Linked DNA regions of Mus musculus: regions 1, 3, 4, 5, 6 and 7 are each linked to region 2. A link is a contact called in public HiChIP or PLAC-seq and promoter capture Hi-C data. All regions are on one chromosome and are shown on one strand. Each heading gives the region's core, a stretch centred on a gene start, on an enhancer-like site or on the middle of the called end of the contact. The rest is flanking DNA. Distances are from core to core; before and after follow the strand shown. Region 1 has its middle 48 kb from the start of Commd7. Region 2 holds the start of Tm9sf4 (transmembrane 9 superfamily protein member 4). Region 3 has its middle 25 kb from the start of Commd7. Region 4 has its middle 31 kb from the start of Nol4l. Region 5 holds the start of Dnmt3b (DNA methyltransferase 3B). Region 6 holds the start of Nol4l (nucleolar protein 4-like). Region 7 overlaps Nol4l (nucleolar protein 4-like).

Region 1 (2,939 bases), core at 60-2,559, 420 kb before region 2:
TCGTGTGTCTCTACACTGGATTTTTTTTTTCTTTTCCTTTTTAGTTAAATTTGTTCACTTTTGTGGTGCTAGGGATGAGCCTAGGGCCTTCTACATGTCAAGCCAGCACTCTACCCTGGACCCATAGCTCCAGATGTGTGACTGTTTTTTCTCTGATTCCAGACTGGGGTCCCCTGAGAAGTAATGAGTCCCAAGTTCATCTTGGTCTCCTTTGTGAAGCCTAATGCTGAATTCTGTATCCGGCAGCCCATTCCACAGGAGAGTCCCTTCATGAGCACCCCACTCAGCATCTCTAATCACTCTATTTTGTCTTTAGTTTTTTGAGACAAGGATTCCCTGTGTCAGCCCTGGGTGTCCTGGAATTTGCTCTGTAGACCAAGCTGGTCTCCAGCTCAGAAATCTGCCTGTTTCTGCCTCCGGAGTGTTGGGATTAGAGGCATATGCTGCCACCATCCTGCCAGTCACCTTTTTAATTAAAAAAAAAAAAAAACAAACTAAATTTTATCCTTTGAAATATTTTATTGAATTTTACGTGTATGAGTGGTCTTCCTGCATGTATGCTCATGTCTGGTGTGCTGATCAGAACAGGGCATTGGGTCTCCCTGGAATTCGAGTTAAACAGAACTGTGTGTTAAGAGTTGAACCTTAGCTGGGCGTGGTGGCGCACACCTTCGATCCCAGCACTTGGGAGGCAGAGGCAGGCATATTTCTGAGTTCGAGGTCATCCTGGTCTACAGAGTAAGTTCCAGGACAGCCAGGGCTACACAGAGAAACCCTGTCTCGAAAAACAAAAAACAAAAAACAAAAACAAAAAACAAAAACAAAAAACCCCAAACAAACAAAAACAAAAACTAAAGAACAAAACAAACAAAAAAGAGTTGAACCTTAACTTACTCCAGTAGAACAGCCAGTGCTATTTATTTATTTATTTATTTATTTATTTATTTATTTATTTATTTATTTATTTATTTATTTATTTATTTATATTTAGATGAGTACACTGTAGCTGTCTTCAGTCACACACCCCAGAAGAGGGCATCAGATCCCATTACAGATGGTTGTGAGCCACCATGTGGTTGCTGGGAATTGAACTCAAAACACCTGGAAGAACAGTCAGTGCTCTTAACCAGCTGCGCTATCTCACCTGCCCTTCTCATCACCCTCTCCAGGACACAGGCTGCAGCCTTTTGGATTTGGGGTGGGGGTGGGGGTGCATTGTTCTGGTGCCAGGCCAACCAGATGATCCCGGTGCTGGAAGGTCAGAGTGGCTCATAGCAGTCGGAGCTGACTCTGGACTAGTTTCACCTGAGTTGTCTCCTTTGCTGCGGTCTCAGTGGCTCTTCCAGGTGGGGTACAGGTCAAGGCACAGGGCAGCTGCTTCTCCTGCCAATTAACATAATTGGCAAATGAGCCGGGCTTGGACTCTAACTCAAGTCTCTGGGGAGCCACTGAGCCACACCTCTGCCTGGAACCAACTTGGGGCAGGACTGGGTGCTTTGGAGTCTTTTTTCCCTGCTCTGTGCAAAGGTCAAAGGTCAGAGGTCATTTGTTTAACTTTCCCCAGACATGACTGTATTGTTAAGGCTAGAGTGTTTGGGAACTAACTCTCTGCATGTCTGCCTGCCTGCCTGCCTGTCTGTCTGTCTGTCTGTCTGTCTGTCTGTCTCTCTAATAGAAATAAAGCCCCAAACAAAACAAAACAGAAAAGTAGTTAAGATTCTAGAAGTCGAGCCGGGCATGGTGGTGCACGCCTTTAATCCCAGCATTTGGGAGGCAAAAACAGGAGGATTTCTGAGTTCGAGGCCAGCCTGGTCTACAAAGTGAATTCCAGGACAGCCAGGGCTACACAGAGAAACCCTGTCTCAAAAAAAAAAAAAAGTCTTGGTGGCCTTGTTCCTATTACACTTGAATTCAGCAGTGACACATTAGGAATTGGGGTTAAAAGGAGCTCCACGGAGGCTCAACACAGCGCCCGCCCGCAGAACCCACCACTGATTCAGGCTAAGGGCGACAGGCTCTACTTCGCCTCTGCTCGCCTTTATCTGGGGAGGATTTGGGGTGGTGGGAAGGCGGGGGAAGTTGGAGGCAGGGCTGGCCCAAGGTGGGCAGAAGAGATAGGGAAGTGGGGAGGGGGCCGGCCCTCTGGGGAGGGGCGGAGAAGGGAAGGACAACCCAGAACCTGCACAGTGGGAGGCCTCACAGGCCTGGCCCTGCTTGTGGTTGCAGAGCTTCTGGTGCCTTCCATCCTTGCCAGGCAAGATACAGCACCTTTAATTAGCACGCTGTAACCTCTACCGATTCATCACCGGCTCAGTTTAATTAGCCGCAGGAGGCGCCCCTGCCCCCAGTTCTTGGCTGAGCAGCTGCCTCTCTCACTCACAGAGGTGGCCACCACCTCAAAGTGTCCCCTGTCACCCTCCCATACTTATTTCCCTCCCCAGAATGTGGGGTGGACACAGCCAGCTGCCTGGCTGAAACCTCAAGGAGACGGTGGAGCTGCGACCTTTGTACCCATGATGCTCAGCTTCCTTCTCGGCCCCCTCCCAGGTCAGGTTGAGTTGGGTTGGACCAGCTCGGGTAACCTCCAGTTGAATGGGACTGAAGCCGAGCTGTCCCACTGTAAGAGACTGCTTTCCCCTTTGGAAGCTACTAGCGCGCACGCACGGGGGTGGGGTGGGGGTGTGTGTGTCCCTGTCTCGATTGCTCCTGTGCAGAGACAGGCCCTGCATTTTGCTGCTTCCCCACATTTTTTCCTCTTCCTCTTTCTCCTCCCCATGGCTGAGAAGCTGAGACCCGGAGAGGGGCCAGGACTCCACTCTAGATCTTGGGGCTTTGCTGGGAGACCTGAAGTGGACGAAGAGACAGGGCGTGGCAAGGTGGAGCTGGGGAGGATGGGCCTCCAGGAAGCAGGGGACTGGTAGGCATGAGGCCTTGGTGTC
Region 2 (2,864 bases), core at 102-2,601:
ATTAATTTTATCTTCTGAGGCAGCAATGTACAAGACCACCCAGGAAAATTCACTTTCGACTTTTGTTCTCATTTCTTGGCAAACAGAATTTGAGGTGAACTTCTCTTAGAAAATCTGACCTTCAAAAACTTAATTCTGTGGTTGATAAACAGAAGTCAGCTAGTGACTCATCCTTCAGGCACAGGTATATTACCTCCACTCTCATCCACAAAGAGACTTAATTCTAGTCAGCTTCATGATAGTGACCCTTTATCTGTAAGGAGCTGTGTGGAGTGGGAGGGGGATACAGACAGGCAGGGCCAGAGGTGTTTTTAAACGGTAACCCAGGGACCACCTCCATTATAAACACAGGACTGTTTGTGAGACTATAGATTCCTGAGCATGGCCTAAGGTATTGCAATCTTTGGGAGTGATGCTCAGGAAACTATTTAAACATGCCTCCCCACCAACAACCCAAGATCCCCGTGCACAGTGGGGTTTAAGAACCAATCGGATAAAAGCACTTTAGGAGAGACAGATTTTGACAGAAAAGGCAGGAGAAGGGCAGGGCCTGGGGATGGGATGATGGGCATGGGATGCCCTGGTACAGCAGCAATCAAGCGGGATGCGCTATGGGAACCGCTGAGGGTGCAGGTAAGGACAAGGCTCGGGCTGGTGCGAGCAAGGTGGCACCCGCAGACTGGTTAGGCTGATGGGTATGTGGAGAGCTGGGTATGAACGTGAGGAGGAGGAGCGAAGGCAGAAATAACGGGGGCCTCTCGGGAGGAGACAAAGCCTGGAGGGGAAGAAATGGGAAATAGGGGTGACAAGGGGCGGGAACGAAAGCTGAAATGAGAACCGTGAAGGCATGAGCCGAAGTCTTCCTTCCAAGCGGCACCTCCCCTAAAACTCCAGGCCCTGACAAGCCTAGATGCCATGCCAAGGCTAGAGAAAGGGACTTTGTAGAGGCCGACCCAGTCAAGGGTAACCCGAGCAGGGGTTCTGGAGGAGGCTGGGAACCAGGCATGGGGCGCTGGAAGGTCCTGGGCTATCCAGGGGGGCCCTGCTCCAGCTCCGGTTCCCGGAGTCTCCTTCACTCACCATCGCCGCCGCCATCTTGGATCCACGTGTCGGCGTGATGACGTCAGCGGAAGTGGTGCTTCTGTGGTTACGGAGTGTAGCTCCACTAAGGGGACTCCTGGCTTCAGATTCTTCTGTAGTCGCAGTAGTGAGGAGGTAAAAGAAGCTTAATTTCTCCTTGGCAGATTGGCCTTGGCAGTGAGGTCTCTGACTAGGTGAAGAGAACGTACGGTGTAACTATTGGAGCCATATTGACTTCTGGCAGACCCGCTCCTCCGCCTACTCCTTTTGCATTGTGGGTAATGGGGGTGTGTGGAAATAGGCGCGCTCCCTGGATGCTTTCTTTAGTATTGGCAGAAAGAGTCGTTGCCAGGGTTACCCGGGACCTTAATTGTGAAACGGAAAGCATGGTAAACCCTCTCTGACAGCTTCTGATTTAGAGTAATTTGTAATTATATGTTTAAATATTTATTTGACTATAATATAGTCTTACTAATCGGCCGTAATAACTATGAAGGTAGGACTCTGTCTTTCCCTTACACTGCGTTTTTGTCGTCAGTGAAATGGGGCAGAGATTTCTAGATTTTTTTTTTTTTTTTTTTTTTTTGGTTTTCCGAGACAGGCTGGCCTCGAACTCAGAAATCCGCCTGCCTCTGCCTCCCGAGTGCTGGGATTAAAGGCGTGCGCCACCACGCCCAGCTCTAGATTATTTTTATAATTGGCTTATGTTAAGTATCCACTGACACAATCATATAAAGTATTCAATAAATAATTGTCATTATATAACGTATGTACATTCCTTCACACATATGGTAGGTGTCCCAAACAATATGCTTTGTTAAATGAGTGAATGAAAAGCAGAACACTTAGTGAAAGGAGACATTTTTCAATGTGGACTTCTCCATTCTAACTGGCTTAATGTATGACTTGAAGCAAGTCACTTAACCATCTTAAACTTAACTTTCCAGTATTGACTTAAAAGGGTCTGGGGAGGACTCAAAGGATCATAATGGAGAAAGACTGTTTGGTTCATATATACCACTGTAAAGTGTACAAAGAGCCAGTGCGGTCTTCTTAGATGGATCCAAAAAGCTGTTAAGAGAGTAGTAATGAGTTCTGAGGATATAGTTAATTTAGCAGATAGCCTGCCTAATCTTTAGCACTGGGACTTGTAATCCCCAAACTCAGAAGGTCCAGCAAGAAGAGTTCATGGTTATCCTGGGACATGTGAGACCTTGCCTCAGTCATCATCGTTACTATCATCTTTATCATTATCCGTGTTCAGTGGCTCACACTGGTAATTTTTGCGCTCAGGATGCTGAGGAAGGAAGGCATGGTGAGTTCAAGACCATCCTGAGCCATAAAGAGAGCCACGGGCTAAACAGAAAACTCAGCATTGCTTAAGTACTGTGCCAAAACTGGTCTTAAGATTTTTAGTTATCTCTTCTGCACCTTGGCAAGGAACAGCTGAGCTCTGACCACCACTGTGGTCAGTACTGATTACTACCGTGGTGGATTTTTTTCTGCATAAATGTCTACTAACAAGCCTCTCCTTCTTGCATGTTATGAGCATACTGGTTCTCCTGTCAAAAGGTGAATTTTTTTCTCTTGTTGAATGCTGGGGTTAAGTTACTTGCTTTGACCAAATAGAGTGAATTATAAGTGTCTTCCACTTCTGTGTCTAGGCTGTAAGAGGCTTGAAGCTTCTCCTTCCTCCCAAGGATATAAATATGGCTGGGTGTCCTGCTGCATAGACAGGTCTATGTCATTCCTCACAGAGTTCTAGAAACCCCACCTGACAGTTA
Region 3 (2,857 bases), core at 104-2,603, 450 kb before region 2:
AAAAACAAGATGAAAGGTTCCAGGAGTGGCAGTAGTGGTGCATGCCTGTAATCCTGACCCTTGGGATGTGTAGAGAAGACGACTGGGGATTCAAGGCCAGCTTTGCAAATCTGAGGCCAGGTTGGGCAACATGAAATCCTGTCTGGATAGATAGATAGATAGATAGATAGATAGATAGATAGATAGATAGATAGATAGATAGATAGATAGATAGATAGATAGACCTAAAAAAAAATACACAGGCCTGGAAGCTGGCCCCAGTCTTTCCTTGGGGACTACCTTTGAATCAGTGTGCCAACTCCTCTCTCCGGCCCTACTCATGCTGACCAGGAGCCAGGCAGGGGTGACTACTTCCATGAGTGTAGACCTTGGCTGGAGGAGTGAGTCCGCAGAAGCACGTGCGTCTGTTGGGACTCAGTCCGCTGCCCTTCTGGATAGCCAGCACGGCTGGGGGTGGCAACTGATGTCACTGCACTTTTCCCTGTTCAGCCTCCTTTGCGTTGTGACAGATACTGACCTCCCCATGGAGGTCACCATCTCTTTGTTTCGCCCACAGTGCTCTGGTGGGGACTTCTGTCCCTGTACTTAATTCTTCAACACGCCTGCTTCCCTAACTAGGCATTCCATTTCCTAGGGTTTGGGTCTATTGAGCCCCATAGCTGACACCCGTTTCTTGTGAAAAGATCTTTCCTGAGGAGGGAGAGGGGGAAGTGAGGTCCCTCTCCCTACCCTTTACTGGGCACTTTTTTGTTTTTATTAGGTATTTTCCTCATTTACATTTCCAATGCTATCCCAAAGTCCCCCATACCCTCCCACCGACCCACCCCCTGGGCACTTATTTTTATGGTATTAGTTACTGAACCCAAGGTTGCTCGCTGCTCCCTCCCCACCCCACCCCCCTTTTTGGAGACAGGGTTTCTCTGTGTAGCCCTGGCTATCCTGGAACTCACTCTGTAGACCAGGCTGGCCTTGAACTCAGAGATCCACCTGCCTCTGCCTCCCAAGTGCTGGGATTAAAGGCGTGCGCCACCACTGCCCGGCTACTGCTCCCCTTTTGCCTCCGGTTCATCCTTGGCAGAGTCTGGGGCTGTGGTCACTTCAAAAGCCCTGGACACCAGAAGAGGCAGGGATGTCACCAGGGAACGGGGAAGAGCCATGGCTTCAGCCCATATACTTCCTCTTCTTCTCACACCTGCCATTTCCTGACTGTGTGGTTTCTGCCCTCTGTGAGAGCTGATAAACCAAGCCTGGAGGCCCAGCGCTGTTCCCCAACGCCTCCCCTAGCTGGGCTTGGTCCCTTACCCTGGGCGGTGCTTGGCATGTGGTTGCTGGATACAGGCGTATGGCACTGTCAGGTAGACTGGCAAGCTGGCATGTAACAGCGTCTGGGTTTGCCAAGGACATTTGACACACTGCCCTACAAGCTTGCGTCTTGGAAGGCTGAGCTGAGCTGGCTCTTTAGCTAGATTGCTACAGAATGGCCTTTGCTATGGTGCGGAGGTTATGAGGGCCTGGGCTCATGGCTCTTTGGAAGCACGCAGTACTCTCAATACTGCCTGGGCCGGTGTTTACAGAAGGCGGCTCTCAGCACGGAGCAGTGAGGACCAGAAGCAACAGTGTGTTTGAAGGAGCTACAGGGGCCGCTGATTTCATCAGTATTTGGAGGTTTGGGGCACTGTGCCCTGCTTGAGAGACACTAGGAGCCAGTTTATCTGACTCCCTATTAGAGTACTAGTTAGTGACCCCTGGTGCTCACTGCCCAGTGTCAGAGCCCAGGCCCAGTGGGTGCAGTGAACTTACAGGCCATGTGAATAAAGAAAGACCATTGAAACAAAGGGCTGGGTGCCTAGCCCGAGTGGCAGTTAGGACAGCAGGCTCTAACTATTGCAGGGTCATATCATAGCCTGCTTCTGTGCCTCGGTTTCTCTGTTAGATAGTACTGGGAGGTCCAGCCCTGCTGCTTCTGGCTGTGTGGTGTCCAGTGCTGTGACTTCAGTACTTCAGCTCTGCTCTGACCTGTGCGCCCCCTGCCTCCCTCTGGGCAAACTCCTCCTCACTATCAAGGCTCAGCTCCACTGTCCTTTTCTCTAAAAGGACTTCCCTGGCCGCTTGTCTGTCTCATCTCAGGCCCCGCCATGTCCTAGGGCTTTATCCCCTTTTATCATCTTCCCCCAGCACAGAGCTTGGCGTTTGTTTTTTAGAGTCAGGCTCTCATGTAACTCAGGCTGGCTTCCGAACAATAGCCAAGTATGACCTTGAACTTCCGGTCCTCCAACACTGAGACTTCCGGTCCTCCAACACTGAGACTTCAGGTCTTCCAACACTGAGACTATAGGCATATGCCACTGTCCTTCTAGCTTTATTTATTTTTTTGTTATTGTTTTTGTTTGTTTTCTTGTTGTCTTTTGAGACAAGGTTTCCCTGTGTGGCCCTGGCTGTTCACGAACTCACTATGTAGACCAGGCTGGCCTTGAACTCAGAGGTCCACTGGTCTCTGCCTTACAACTGCTACGAGTAAAGGGGCCGCCACCACCTCCTGCTTAAATTTGCTTTCTGAGTCCGAGTCTCACTCTGTAGCTCAGCATACTCTGAAATTCATTCTGCAGCCCAGGCTGACCCCAAAGTCACAGCAACCCTCTTGCTTAGCCTCCCTGGTATTGGGATGAGTCACCATGCCTGACTTGAATAAATATTTATTGAATGAGTGAATGAATAGATGTCCCGAGGGTCTCATCTGTCCCTTAGCTGTGATTCAGTGTCCTACCCACTGTGGGCATAACTCATTCCTACATCAGTAAGACAGGGTCTTGCTATGTAACCTTGGTTGGCCTGCATCTTGTTCCTTGCTAAGTAGACC
Region 4 (2,888 bases), core at 172-2,671, 400 kb before region 2:
GGGAGATTGATTGCTGTGACTGCAAGTGTGACAGACACCTAAAGAACATCAAAACTGAGATGCCCCTATGACAAAGACTGGGGCCCTAGCCATTTTCGCCACTGAATGGACAGTTGCCCTAGGTTTGTCTGTGCACCAGCCTGAGCTCTCCTTCAGCAGATGTCCCCCTGAGGGGCCCTGGACTGTCTTAGTTAGGGTTTTTGTTTTGCTGTGAAACACATGACTAGAAGCAACGTGCGGAGGAGAGGGTTTGTGTTGCCTCACAGATTATAGTCCATCATTGAGGGAAGTCAGGGCAGGAAGTTAGGGTGGAAACTGGAGGCCAGGACTGGAGCAGAAGCCACGGAGGAGTGCTGCTTAATGGCTTACTCCTCAGGCTCACTCAGCCTGCTTTCTTTTAACCCAGGGCCACCTGCCTGGGTGTAGCACTACTCACAATAAAGCAGGCTCCCTCGCACAATCATCTTCAAGAAAATGTCCCACAAGGCGATCTGGTGGCAGCATTTCCTCCACTGAGGTTCCCTCTTCCCAAACGACTCTAGCTTGGGTCAAGTTGACACAAAACTAGGTGGCATTGTGACCGCGGAGGGGGATGGGAGGGCACGCAGCCTCTCGCCCCTACGTCCTGTTTCCTCCTCCTCCTCCTCCTCCTCTTCCTCCTCCTCCTCCTCCTCCTCCTCCTCCTCCTCCTCCTCCTCCTCCTCCTCCTCTTCTTCTTCTTCTTCTTCTTCTTCTTCTTCTTCTTCTTCTTCTTCTTCTTCTTCTTCTTCTTTCTCTATGACCCACTACCCTGCCCTGCCACCTGCCCTACTTCCCCTGGGACTGCTCCTGTCTCAGGAACTCCTAGATACTAGGATCCGGGCACACCTCCTCTGCCAAGCACCCTCCAAGGTCAGCGGTGCAGAGCACAGTGAGGCCAAGGGGAAGAAAAGCAGTGTCCTTGTGCTCTGCAGCCTTCTGTCCCAGCTACTGTCCCAGAGCCTTGTGCCGCTGTGGTACACCCCACGCTCTTATCACAGGAAACCATCCCAGGGTCTCTTCCCTTAGGCCATTCTGTCCTTCCCTCTACTCTGACCTGTCCTTTTGCTTCTGGCAAGCCTTCTGCGGCACTGCTCCCCCTCCCCCTTTCCTGCTGTCCCCAGACTGGGTGAGGAGACCTCCCCTTCTCTTTAAGAGGGAATTTCTTAATCATATCTGTGCAGGACTGGAGGGGATTGTGTGAAAGGCAAGAGCCCCCACCCCCCAGCTTCCCATGTGCACCAAGCCCAGCTGGGTGCCTGGCGCCCTCTGCGCTCCTGAGATGGGTCTGGGGTAGCTGAATGGATATCCCTCACTACCCTCCACATGGCCACCCAGGGCAGTTAGGAGTCTGTGTGACTTCAAGCACAGCCAGACTGAGCTATATTTAGACACCAGGGCCAGGGCGAGCTTCTGGGGCGGAGGAGGTGGCAGAGCCCTGCAGTGGGGCCCCAGGGGACTCCTCGTGCAGTGGGACAGTCGCTGTGTGAGAGGCCAGAGTCATTACACTCCCACAGGCTCCCCTACCCAGGAAAGGCAGGGACAGCTTCCCTTCGCCCCTGGAGGCTTTCAGGCTGGCTTCATATGCAGCTGGAAAAATAAGAGCCAGTCTGGTTGGTCAGCTCTGAGGCTGGGCTAGGCTGAGGGCAGGAGTTTGGGGGCTCCTTCGGTCGGTTCCTGTTCTGTCGGCTTGTCTTCCCTCCTTTCCTCTTCAGTGGGCACCTAGCCAGGCTAGCTGGGTGTGGCCAGTGGGGAGCCCAGGAGGGGCTGTCCTAGCCTTGGCCACCAGCTAGCTACCCAGCTCTGGGGCGGGCAGGAGGCAGGATGGATGTTCGCAATAATTACCCAGCTGCAGCTTCCTCAGAGCGGCAGCCATAGCAACGGGGCTGGCGCCCCAGCCGCGGCCAAGGGGCAGGGGGAGACATGGGCGCCTTGGGAAGGTCGGGGCGGGTGGCATGAGCCCTAGGCACAGCCCCCAGCTCCCTCTGTTGGCACTCTCACAGGCTCATTCGTCTCTGGGGGCAGGGGAGGAGGCTTTGTCAGCACCAGGAGGCTGGCACAGCCCAGGGGAGTCTCAGGGGAAGCACCATTCCCCTTGCCAGGTGGGACGGTGATAGCAGGTATGGGGGCGGGCGGGTGTGCCCAGACTTCCAGTACTTAGGGCTCAACTGGGCCCGTGCATGTCCCTCTCTTCAGCTGCTAGCCACAGACCCAGGACACCAAATCTAACTACCAACAATGCCAACCCTCTCCAGGAGTGCTACACGCTGTGGTTGCTGGAGCTCCCTTAGGAACGATGTTTATGGCTCAGTCACCCAGGTCCTCTCAAAGAGGCACCACGCTGCCACTGCCTTTAGCAGGATTGGCTCTGTTTGTTTTTCTGTTTTTGTTTTTGTTTCGCCTGTGAGGGGAGGGGCCTTGAGACCACCAAATCACCTTACCCATCCTATTGTAGGAGGTCCAGCCTTCCTTCTTCCCTCTTGTGGAAGCTGTATTAGTGAGGATTGTTTATGTTCATTTTGTAGGCAGGAGAATTGAGGCCAGAGAGATACGAGACTTGTCTAAGTTCACACAGCAAAAAAGCTGTGTGGACTCTTGTCATTGTCTCAACAGTGCTATGGAGTCCCGTTTACCACTCCAAGCTATCTGGCCGTGCTGTTCAATGGTTAGCCAGGAGTTCGGCCTCTGACCTCAGGGGGTTGAGTCAGTTTTTCTGCTCTTTGATTTTCTTCTTTGAAAGCCTAGGATGTAGCACGATGTGTTCCTGTAGACAGTGCAGGGTTTAAAGAAAGCAGAGCGGAGAGTGTGTGTGGCACCTGGCTCGTGGGAAGTGTGAGCCAGTGTTACAGTTAGAAACGGTGTCTTTTCAT
Region 5 (3,086 bases), core at 387-2,886, 490 kb before region 2:
CAATAGTAGGACTTAAGCACAAATCCAAGACAGTGCTTGCCCGAGATGGGCAGTCTGCTTCCAACCATGTGCCGGGAGGTAATGAGGCCAACCACACAATAAAGATGGTGCTTGGTGTATTACCAACCTTACGGAAGTTTACCTTGAAGCTGGGAGGTGTAATGCAGTGGTGGTGGGTAGCTTACCTGAAAGAAGGCCCTGGATTTGGTCCCAAGGCACTATGGATGGGGGAGGGGAGATCCCGCGTCTGGAAAGGTATATACCTGAGGTTTCCAAGGTCTGGCACAAGCCTCAGCGGGCCTGGTGGACAGAGGAAGGTCGGTGAGTGTCACCAGCCCAAAGCCCACAACATCCACAAGTCCGGAAGCACTCTACTGAGGCCTTAATTCATTTTAATTCATATGCTTCCGAGTGCAAAGCAGAAATCACAGGGAATCACAGGCAGAGGCATGGAGATCACAGGACTGCCGCTGCCACAGGTGAGACTGGAGCAAGAAACTCTTCCCCTCCGTGCAGTCCAACCTTGGGAACGCAGTAAGTAGGTCTCCGCTTTGATTGCAACCTCTAGCCTGGACGGATTCCACAGGTATCCCTAAGCAATCCCTGAAGCACGGACGATTAACCGCTAGGAAGTGGAGGCAGAGGGTCATTTTATAATTAAGGACTCAGTGTATGGACTAGGTAGTGGGGCCACCTCACCCCGGAAGAAGGCTAAGAATGGAAAGTGAGCCCCTAGGGCAGCCGGCAAGGTGAGGAACCGCCCCCCGCTGGCTCCTCCCCGGCCAGGTGTGCTCAGCCAGCCCCTCCCAGCAGCCGGCAACGCTGCAGCACAAGAGGCTCCGCTCCGGAGGACCCCGGGGACAACGCCCATCTAGCATCCCCACTTGCCGGTACCCAGAGCGCCATCCCAACCTGGGAGTGCGAGGTTCCAAGTCAGAACGGATCCACAACCACTACTACATTGACAAAACAACTTCTGCCTCTACATCCCAGCCTTTCCTCCCCGAGGAGGCTCTGGGTAAGAACTGGGCTAGGTAAGGACTTTGGGTCCCGGGGACAGCCACCGCTCGGGCCCCACTCCGCTCCCAAGTGTTCTCAACTCTACACTCCAGAAAAGTTGCTGCAGGTCTCCTTCCCTCAACTCTTCAGAGTGGCGGAGTGCAGCGGGGACTTCGCTTCCTCTGTCCCCGTGCCCAGTCCCGTGTCCCCGTCCCGCTAAGCGCCACGCGCCCCGTTCTCCCCAACCCCGGCAAACATCCAGGCGCCACCAGGGGACCTGTCGTCCCGGAACCCACACAGCCCCAACCACCAGGTCCCAGCCCACGAGGGGCGCGTGGCGCTCACCTGTCGTGAGGCTGGCTGTAGCGCGGCGCCGCGATCGCGCCGCGGGTCCTGGCCGGCGGGCGGCGCGGAGTGTCGGGTTCGCGAATCTCCGGCGCCGATCGCTGCGCTACGTTTACTTGGGCCGCTTAACCCCGGCGCTGCCGGACTGGAGCGCCCGTGCGCTCGCCCGCGCGCCAGTGGGCCACCCGGGCTAGTCCGCGGCGCTCAGGCGAGAGCGTCCACGCGGGCTGCGGCTGCGAGACGAGGGGCGGCGACGAGGACGCTACGGGCCGGGCGCGCACGGGAGTGGGTGGGGAGGGGGCGGCGCCGCTGCCCTTGTAGCCCGGGCCCGGCCCTGGCCCCGCCCCCGCCCGGGGGGCGCCCCCGCCGCAGCCACTCACCGGCCGGCCGGGCCTAGGGGACGGGCGAGGGAGATTTGAAATCCCTCCCGAGCTTCCTCGCCCTGCCTCCTCGGGAGCCTCCCCTGGGCCCCCTATGCCTTGCGGGTCACCCTCCTAGATGACCAGAGCCCACGGATAGCTCCCAGCCCTCTCCACCTGAGACACCCCCTTTCCTGTCCCCCAATCCAGATCAGATGCACACACGCACATACAAGCACATTCACAGGTCTGGATGAGCGGCCCAGAGAGGGAAGAGCTCCTGCTGGAGTCACACAGCAACCCTGCATTGGCTTTTCGACCATCCCTCCGCTGCAAAGCTGTCCAGGGCGCTGTAGTGGCCCTATGGGTCACCCGCTGGGGACCCCCGTTCTGCTTCCTGCTTTCACCTAGCTTGGCCTTTGTCAGCCATCTTGAGGGGAGAGGAGGCCTTGGAGGAAGAAAAAGCATACATGTTCCCCCAACTACCTGGGTTCCTCGTGCCAGCTGGGGAGGAGCCCTACCCTGCAGCTTAGGGCTGCCTCGGCCAAAAGGCCCACGCTGAACCACTGGAGAAACACAAATACTTATGATAGGCACCTGGCGTTCATGTTTATTTGTTTTCCTGCTTGTCTGTCTCCATACATTAGATGGTGATCACTAAAGTAGACACTAAATAAATATATGTTAAAGGGATAAACAAATCGAATGATTGCAAAGGCTCGGCTCGATACAAGGCCTAGCACGTGCAGGCTCAGCTTTCACGGATCTTTTATTTTGTTGGCTCCCTGACTTCACTCCAACCTCTTCTGCTTTGCTGCTCCTCCTACACACCAAGCATTGTCCTTCTAAGGAAAGCTTTGGCCTCTTTCCTCCTTTCAGACTTTGTTTCCCCAGATCTGTCACAAGAAGAGGCTTTCTTATCACCAAACAGAACAGTCTTCAAATCCTATAACACTGAAACCCATCTGAGATTGTTTTGTATAGTCTTGTCTGCATCTCCTAGCGGGGCAGAGGTGGCTTCCATCTTCCATCTAGATGGAAACTGGAAGCCACATCTCTCTAGGAGCACAGGTCCACAGGGAGGCTAGCATCAAAAGGAATTAACTCAATACAAGTTGGTTGAATGAATGAATGAATGAATCTCCACAGGTCTCTTGCCTCTGGGGTTCTAACTCCTGTTAAACACAGCTTTCCTCCTGCCCTTCTTCCTGGTTAGTGAGTAAATGGGCAAATGGCGACTATTTGGGGAACTTCAAGTCTTAACACTTCCTGGGCCCTTTTCTACTTAAAAAAGAGTAGACTGGTCAAAAGACAAAAGGAGAGAAAGCCCAGCCCGGCCTGGACCTGGCCCCCTAGGGAAGAGGAACCGCAGGAATGTCTTGA
Region 6 (2,866 bases), core at 234-2,733, 370 kb before region 2:
CTGAGAGGGGAGGCATATGTGTGAAATGGTAGCGGGTGTCAGGCAGAACTGAGCCGAAACTCACACCCCATCTCCCTCTTTCTCATGACCTTGAGTAGATCAGGCCACCTCTCGAATCCCGAGGCCCCCTTCTCTAAGATGGGGATGGCTTCACAGCTGCCAGGGCCTGGCACACAATTGTCTCAATGACTCGGGTATGGGCACCTTGGAGTTCTTAGGCAGAAAATGATCCTGTTCTGGGACTCAACTCTTGAGTGATAATGTGTCTGTAAGAGTGGCCTGATGACATGGGGGTGGCCGCCAGGGGACAGCAGAAAGGATAATGCAGTAATTTCTTATGCCCTGATAAGAAAGGAAGGCAGAAATCTTCGAGGATTGACTTGAACCTTTATTTATGCTTATAATTCATAGGGGAGGAGGAAGTTCTACACTGGTCAGATCTGCTCAGGTGGGAGGGGGTGTGAGATCACTAAGTTTATTCTCCAAGGGATTCTAGGCCAAGGTGCATCCGGGAAGGTCAGGCTTCTCAGAATGGGTTTGTGGGTGTGTTCAAGGTCTTCAGAGGCTCAGTGAGGTTGGCACCAGGAAGGCCACCGGACAAGGTGACTTCTATAGGGCCTGGGGCTACCCACCCCCACCTACACTAAGGCAAGGCCGGCCAATCTTGGGGGAATTCAGATGAGGTGGAAGGAGAGAAAGTTTGGGGGTCCAAAGGGTGGTGGCTTGGGGTCCCCCCCCCGGGGGAACATTCCTATTCTGGCACCCATACTGACACCAGAGCGGTCAGGCCAATTGCAGGAGTGAGGAGAGGAGCCTGTCCCACACCGCCAGGGTTGGGCTACCTCGGCTAAGACGACCCAATCGGGGAGGCTGGGGACGCCAGTGTCTGGGCTATGATCTGTGCCCTACTGCCTGCGGGACAGTCAGCCCGTCCCGACAGAGTGCGGCCTTCCAGGCTGTGGGCCGAACCAGCCGGATGGAACACGATCCCTAGCTGGGTACCGCGCGCCTGCCGCTGCTGCCCTCCCGGCCGCTGCGGGTGCAGCAGCCCCCGCGCCCCCAGGGGCCGGGCCGGGCGGGGCTGGGCGCGCGGGCGCGGGAGGGAGGGGGGCGGGCGGCGGCGCAGCCTGCGCCGCTCTAACAGGTGGGATCCCGCGGCGTGGTGGAGGCGGGCGCGGGAGGAGGAGGAGGAGGAGGAGGAAGAGCAGCAGCAGCGGGAGCCCCAGCCGGAGCCAGAGCAGGAGCAGGATGAGCCGCGCAAGCTGACAGCCACCGCTGCCGCCCGCGCCCAGGCTCGGTCTCGCTCCCCGTGCCCGGGGCCGCTCCCCGCCTCCCGCCTCCCCTGGCCGCCCGCGGGGCGGCCCGCCCCCTCTGCACCTCCGGGCCCGGAGCTGCCTCCATCTCTCCTGCATCCCGGCCGGGGGGAGGAGGAGGCGGAGCAGGAGGCGAGTCGGAGCCGCCGCCGCCAACGCCGCCGCCGCCGCCGCCGCCGCCCGAGCAGGACAGAGCGCGCCGCAGCCCCGCGCGTCCGGCCGCCGCCCGCGCCCATCCAGCAGCCGCGCCAGAGCCACACCGCGGGACAGCCCGGGCCGCGGCGCGCCCCTGCCCAGCCCGGCCCAGCCCAGCCCAGTTCCAGCACCGGGCGGCCCGGTGGCCGGCCCGCCCCCGAGGGCGCCGGGCGCGGCGGGAGGATGCCGAAGCCGACGCTGCTGCTGCGCGGGGGCTGGGAGCGCGAGCGCAGCCCCGGGGACTCGGAGCTGGGCCGCCAGTTCCGGGACTGGTGCCTGCGCACCTACGGCGACTCGGCTAAAACCAAGACAGTGACACGCAGCAAATACCAGCGGATCGCCGAGGTCCTGCAGGGTGGCGGCGGGACCGGCGCGGGCAGCGGCCCGGCGGCGGGCGAGAAAGGCAAGTTCCAGTTCTGGGTGCGCTCCAAGGGCTTCCGCCTGGGCAGCGGCCGGGAACCCAAGATGGGCCAAGTGGTGTATGTGCCGGTCAAGACGGGCTCGGTGAGTGCGCGCGCGGCGGCCGCGGGCTAGTCCCGTGGCCGGGATTGGGGAGGGCGGGGGCGGGGTGGGGGTGTGGATGTGTGTCCGAATGGTGTGTTTCTGGGGTTGTCCGTGTGTCTAGCCCACCCGGGGCGTGCGTGTCCCTGCTCACTAGCCCTCCCTGGCCCGCCCGGGCAGCGCTCGGGGTTTGGGGCGTCCCTGCCCCCTCTGCGCCGCTGATCGGGCCATGGCCGTGACGGGCGGGCTGTCCCGGGCTGCTCACCCCAGCGTGTTCTGTCCTCTCGTCCCCTCCCCTCCCCCTTTCCCCCCAGCCAGCAGGCGGCTGCTACGGAGCTCCAGCCTCCCCCCCTCCCGCCCGGAGGCCGCCTGTCCCGGGCGCCTCGCGCTCCCGCCCCCGGGCCGGCTGGGCGGTGTGTGTGTGCGTGTGTGTGTGTGTGTGTGTGTGCGCGCGCGCGTGTATCTATGTGTGTGTGTGTAGGGTGGTGCTGCGGGGGTGGGGAGGCAGGGGCAGCGGCGGGACGGGGAGTCCACTGGGCCTCCCCGCACTAGGGGAGGGGGCTAGCCCTGGCACTGTCGCCCCGACCCCACCCGGCACTGGCCCGGGGAGGGGCAGCCAGAGCCGCAGCCTGGCGCAGGAGCAGCCTCCCAAGGGTGGGTGGGGCGTCCCCGCCGCCCCCCGGGCCCCGCGCTCCCCCCACCCTGGGACGGGGGCGGCATGACCTATTCATCCCCTCCCCTCCCCCGTCTCTCAGGCTGGCCCGGTTGGCGCTGGGGAGGGGGGCGGGTAACCGCAGCCCCGGGAAAGGAGGCTGGTGGCCAGTGGCCGGGCGGGGGCATCCCCTTCGGTTCGGGGC
Region 7 (3,323 bases), core at 287-2,786, 320 kb before region 2:
AGTTTTAAAAACAAGTGGCTCATTTTACAGAAAGGAAGAGAGGCCATTGGCCCCTCAATGTTGTTGGCGACTAAGTTGCCTTCAAGATGGCACATGATGTGCAAACTGTTTTCTGGCAGATCGCGGAGACCTACGCCTTCCTCCCCAGAGAGGCTGTGACTCGGTTCCTCATGAGCTGCACGGAATGCCAGAAGAGGATGCACTTTAACTCCAGCGGCCCGGAGCCCAAAGGTGGGGGCCACGCAGCGGACAGGTCCTCCAGAGGCCATGTGGGTGGTGGCACTGCCTCAGGAGCCTTGTTTGGATTTGTTTAACTTTCTAATTATTAATTACTTGCTTGCTTACTTATTTTTGAGACAGAGTCTCACCATATAGCCCAGGCTGGCTCCAAGCTGTCAATCCTCCTGCTGTAGTGTCTCGAGTGCTGAGACTATGTATGTACCACCACAGTGCTTCTTTATTGGTTTTGTAAATGTTAAGCTTCTCTTAGAACCAACAACCCATCATCTTGCCCTTCAAGGCTTAGGCTAGCCCCTCTCCTCTCACCTAATTCTAAGTGGCCAAACTTCCTGTTCTCTGGGTTCTTCCATCCTAGCCACTTGACCTTGCCCCTGGGGCTGGTTGTCCACTCATGTACACATGGATCTGGGTCTCTGAAGACAGACACACACCCCATGAGGCATGTTCTTCTTACCCTTTGGCCCTTAACTCCTGCCAGTGGTGCATGCTCACTAAGGTCTGCCTCATGTGACCTCCCATCAGATCAGTGAGGCCTGATTAGTACTGAAGATGGACAGACCACTTGTGATTAGCTGAAGCTGCCCTTTGCTCTGTTCAGCCCAGTGAGACCATCAAGGGTTCCCCTCCCACATCTTCCTACACAGCCCATCAGTTTGTCTGCCTGCAGCTGGCTTTGACTGTAACACGGACCAGAACATTTGACCATAGTTATCATGGGTGGCATGGGTGGCTTAGTGTGTTGTGGCTTGGGGAGGTACACTAATCAAGGTTCTGGGCCTTCCCATGACATACTGTGCCTCCCCTGGCTTCAGGCCTGCAAATTATGAGCCACAACAGGACAAAAGGGGTAGGGGCAGTTGTCTGACCATGAGGACAAAGTAGGAGTGGACAGGAAGCCACTTATTCAGGTAGACCTCTAAGGGCAGGCACCCACCTGGGGAGAACAAGTGGACTATGCTGTGACAGCCCGGTGACAGGGACACAGGCAACAAGCACCTGAGCAGCTGATGACAGCAGCTGATTCACCAGATCGAGAGGCTTTGCTGCCTGGGAGCCTCTAAGCAGTAGCTGCCTAGCAGGTAGTAAGACAGCTTCCAAGGTGTGAAGGTCCAGAGCTAATGCTGATTCTGTTGTTGAGAGTAGGCTCCTAGGCTTGGCTGTATGAGTGTGGGTCTCAGCTCTGTGCACGGAGTAAGTAGGGTCCCTACTCCAAGGACTGATAAGGCTTGAGAGGTCATCCCTGAGCTTAGCCCAGGGCTCTAATATGGGAGAGTGACCCTAAGGGATGCTTGTCACTGTTACTCGTGGCCTGGCCCCAAGGCCAAGATAATCCTTGGCCTGCAAATGGGCCTGGGGGCCCTTTTCTCTGCTTATGCCCCAAACTGCAAGTCTGGACCCTGGTGCTGGCTGCCTGGATCCTGCCCACCTAAGTATGCTGGTCCCCTCCTATTTCTGCCCTAATTGTTTCCATTGCAACCGGAGGAGTCAGGCACAACAAAACTGCTGCCTGAAGAGGCAAGACTGCTCTGGGGGACTATAGCCTTCTGGCTTTCCTGCTGTTTCCTATGGTGGGGAAGGTGTTCCTCCCCAAAGGCTGCAAAGTCCTCAGGTTGGGGACTTATGTGCAGGCAGCCTAACTGCATTGCGCTTCCTCTCTCCACTGGCTGCCTCCACCTTAGGAGGGTCCTTCCCATCCTCAGCTCAAGAAAGGAGGAGAAGGGGGGAGGGTGTTGCTCACAACCCAGAACTGAATAGAATATAAACCAGCCTGAGGACTGTTTTGAGCCTCTCTCCTGGTGCTTATCTTGACAGGAAAGAGGACAGGTGCCTGCCTATCCTCAGTCCCAGGCAGCTGACCTTCCCACTGCAGAGAGGAAATCAGAGCACAACCCATGGAAAAGTGGGCCCCAGGCCAGGGGGACCTGTGTATCCCACAGCAGGCTAGGGAACCTCTCTGAGAATCCCCTGCTCATAATCGCTATGAGCTGTCAGTCCTGGCATACAGCCAAGGAAACCAAGACCTGAAGAGGTGCTGGGTGAAATCACTCACCCAGTTTCCCTCTCCAACTCCCAAGAGAGGGAAGCAGAACCGCCTTTCTCAGCAGAGTGGGAAGAATGTCTTCCTCACAGGGCTGTGTGATGCAGATATAGAAAAGGAGCCCATTGTGCAGGGCCCTGGAGCTCTGTGGATACCTTGGGAACATGGGCCCATTGTTAGGTTATGATGCTCAGGCCCAGATAGCTTCCCCTTTTCCCTAGACTCTGAGCCAGAGGTTGCAAAGGTAAAGTCAGAAGTGCCCAACCCCCACCCTGAGCACACTAGCCGGGGCCCATCCACATGCTAGATTTAAAAGGGAAAGATTGGCTTCTAGATTGTCATAGAGAACGCCTGCCTGCTCCATGGTCTGAGGCATCAGCCCCCAAATCCTTGTCAGCTTTGTCCTTGGCAGGAGCCCAAGGTCAAATTCTACCCATAGTGCTTCCTTGGGCTGCACCACTGCCTGCTAGCCCTTTCTTCCCTGTGGCCAGAGGGCCTGTTATTCCTGTCCCAGGAAGGTAGGGAGGGAGGGGGAGAGGGGACAGGATGGAGTCTCCTCTGGGGCTGCTGGGAGACTGCCTTGCTTCCTGGCCTCATGCTGGAAAGAAAAGGAGGAAGCAGAGTGGCCCCAGTGAGCAGCTTGTCCCCAGCAGAGTGTGAGGCCCAGCAGCCCCCAACTCCCCACTCTATACAAGGAACATAAACAGAGCAAGCTGCAGCGAGTCTGGAAGACAGTCCTTGGATTCCAGGGCCTCTACACCACAACCTCTCCTACCAATTCCAGTGGGAACTGATGCTCAGACCAGCCTGACTTCCTGGGCAGAGGAAGCTCTGAGGGTACATTCCTGCCTTCTCTCTGTGACAACACACTATGATATGGTTGCAAACTGTGAGCCGCAAACTGTGAGCCACAGACACACAGGTTGTGCTTGTGCTCCTCTGGAACAGTTAAACCATCAAGTCAGACTAGTGAGCAGTTCCCAGGACCAAGCTTGTGGAGCCCTCCTTCCTGTGCTTTCCAGACACATTACTGTCCATTGCTGGC

What was found. Promoter capture Hi-C pulls out the DNA fragments that hold promoters and counts their contacts. HiChIP or PLAC-seq counts read pairs in DNA pulled down with a chosen protein or histone mark.
Region 1: an H3K27ac HiChIP or PLAC-seq map of embryonic stem cells shows a contact between it and region 2, with 7 times the contacts expected there. The contact joins the enhancer-like site here to the promoter of Tm9sf4 in region 2. A contact is called at or near these places in 23 of 39 promoter capture datasets (the 3T3-L1 cell line, the C10 cell line, the HPC-7 cell line and 16 more), 1 of 15 datasets of contacts at CTCF or cohesin (embryonic stem cells), 53 of 484 Hi-C or Micro-C datasets (the 63-12 cell line, B cells, CD4 T cells and 24 more), 29 of 115 datasets of contacts at active chromatin or transcription factors (the SCID.adh cell line, astrocytes, effector CD8 T cells and 13 more) and 3 of 9 other capture datasets (adipose tissue, embryonic stem cells and liver).
Region 3: a contact with region 2 is called in a promoter capture Hi-C map of the HPC-7 cell line. The contact joins the enhancer-like site here to the promoter of Tm9sf4 in region 2. A contact is called at or near these places in 22 of 39 promoter capture datasets (the 3T3-L1 cell line, 3T3-L1-derived adipocytes, the C10 cell line and 16 more), 12 of 484 Hi-C or Micro-C datasets (B cells, the G1E-ER4 cell line, adipose-derived mesenchymal stem cells and 4 more), 16 of 115 datasets of contacts at active chromatin or transcription factors (the SCID.adh cell line, cardiomyocytes, embryonic hindbrain and 6 more) and 3 of 9 other capture datasets (adipose tissue, embryonic stem cells and liver).
Region 4: an H3K4me3 HiChIP or PLAC-seq map of bone marrow-derived macrophages shows a contact between it and region 2, with 4 times the contacts expected there. The contact joins the enhancer-like site here to the promoter of Tm9sf4 in region 2. A contact is called at or near these places in 16 of 39 promoter capture datasets (the 3T3-L1 cell line, the C10 cell line, the HPC-7 cell line and 13 more), 3 of 484 Hi-C or Micro-C datasets (cortical neurons, cumulus cells and embryonic stem cells), 12 of 115 datasets of contacts at active chromatin or transcription factors (the 230-238 cell line, the HPC-7 cell line, the SCID.adh cell line and 6 more) and 3 of 9 other capture datasets (adipose tissue, embryonic stem cells and liver).
Region 5: a FOXA1 HiChIP or PLAC-seq map of pancreatic cancer cells shows a contact between it and region 2. The contact joins the promoter of Dnmt3b here to the promoter of Tm9sf4 in region 2. A contact is called at or near these places in 19 of 39 promoter capture datasets (the 3T3-L1 cell line, the HPC-7 cell line, cranial neural crest and 12 more), 2 of 484 Hi-C or Micro-C datasets (CD4 T cells and pro-B cells), 10 of 115 datasets of contacts at active chromatin or transcription factors (effector CD8 T cells, embryonic stem cells, large pre-B cells and 4 more) and 2 of 9 other capture datasets (adipose tissue and liver).
Region 6: a promoter capture Hi-C map of embryonic stem cells shows a contact between it and region 2, with 2.3 times the contacts expected there. The contact joins the promoter of Nol4l here to the promoter of Tm9sf4 in region 2. A contact is called at or near these places in 20 of 39 promoter capture datasets (the 3T3-L1 cell line, 3T3-L1-derived adipocytes, the C10 cell line and 10 more), 3 of 484 Hi-C or Micro-C datasets (natural killer cells and regulatory T cells), 6 of 115 datasets of contacts at active chromatin or transcription factors (DN3 thymocytes, bone marrow-derived macrophages, embryonic stem cells and 2 more) and 3 of 9 other capture datasets (embryonic stem cells, liver and macrophages).
Region 7: a promoter capture Hi-C map of trophoblast stem cells shows a contact between it and region 2, with 4 times the contacts expected there. The contact joins the enhancer-like site here to the promoter of Tm9sf4 in region 2. A contact is called at or near these places in 19 of 39 promoter capture datasets (the 3T3-L1 cell line, 3T3-L1-derived adipocytes, the C10 cell line and 13 more), 15 of 484 Hi-C or Micro-C datasets (the AML12 cell line, the G1E-ER4 cell line, the N1E-115 cell line and 3 more), 19 of 115 datasets of contacts at active chromatin or transcription factors (DN3 thymocytes, the NIH/3T3 cell line, the SCID.adh cell line and 10 more) and 3 of 9 other capture datasets (adipose tissue, embryonic stem cells and pancreatic islet).

The regions. Positions count from the first base shown.
Region 1 is chr2:153,583,036-153,585,974 of GRCm38.p6, reverse strand. No RefSeq gene overlaps it. Among named protein-coding and RNA genes, the nearest start is that of Commd7, 48 kb to the left of the region's middle. Within about 2 kb of position 1,309, at least 42 of the 459 cell types and tissues checked have an H3K27ac peak or open chromatin away from gene starts, as enhancers often do. A contact at or near this core is called in the G1E-ER4 cell line, the HPC-7 cell line, the SCID.adh cell line and 2 more, where this site is marked.
Region 2 is chr2:153,159,788-153,162,651 of GRCm38.p6, reverse strand. Tm9sf4 (transmembrane 9 superfamily protein member 4) reads right to left here and starts at 1,351. Exons shown (of 18, transcript NM_133847.3): 1 at 1,081-1,351. The coding sequence starts at 1,095.
Region 3 is chr2:153,606,772-153,609,628 of GRCm38.p6, reverse strand. No RefSeq gene overlaps it. Among named protein-coding and RNA genes, the nearest start is that of Commd7, 25 kb to the left of the region's middle. Within about 2 kb of position 1,353, at least 150 of the 459 cell types and tissues checked have an H3K27ac peak or open chromatin away from gene starts, as enhancers often do. A contact at or near this core is called in 3T3-L1-derived adipocytes, B cells, the G1E-ER4 cell line and 8 more, where this site is marked.
Region 4 is chr2:153,559,899-153,562,786 of GRCm38.p6, reverse strand. No RefSeq gene overlaps it. Among named protein-coding and RNA genes, the nearest start is that of Nol4l, 31 kb to the right of the region's middle. Within about 2 kb of position 1,421, at least 171 of the 459 cell types and tissues checked have an H3K27ac peak or open chromatin away from gene starts, as enhancers often do. A contact at or near this core is called in the 230-238 cell line, the HPC-7 cell line, the SCID.adh cell line and 7 more, where this site is marked.
Region 5 is chr2:153,647,999-153,651,084 of GRCm38.p6, reverse strand. It overlaps Dnmt3b (DNA methyltransferase 3B), which reads right to left and starts at 1,636. Exons shown (of 23, transcript NM_001271744.1): 1 at 1,345-1,636.
Region 6 is chr2:153,528,588-153,531,453 of GRCm38.p6, reverse strand. Nol4l (nucleolar protein 4-like) reads left to right here and starts at 1,483. Exons shown (of 11, transcript NM_001134300.2): 1 at 1,483-2,012. The coding sequence starts at 1,692.
Region 7 is chr2:153,474,779-153,478,101 of GRCm38.p6, reverse strand. It overlaps Nol4l (nucleolar protein 4-like), which reads left to right. Exons shown (of 11, transcript NM_001134300.2): 3 at 120-231. Among named protein-coding and RNA genes, the nearest start is that of Nol4l, 54 kb to the left of the region's middle. Within about 2 kb of position 1,536, at least 25 of the 459 cell types and tissues checked have an H3K27ac peak or open chromatin away from gene starts, as enhancers often do. A contact at or near this core is called in trophoblast stem cells, where this site is marked.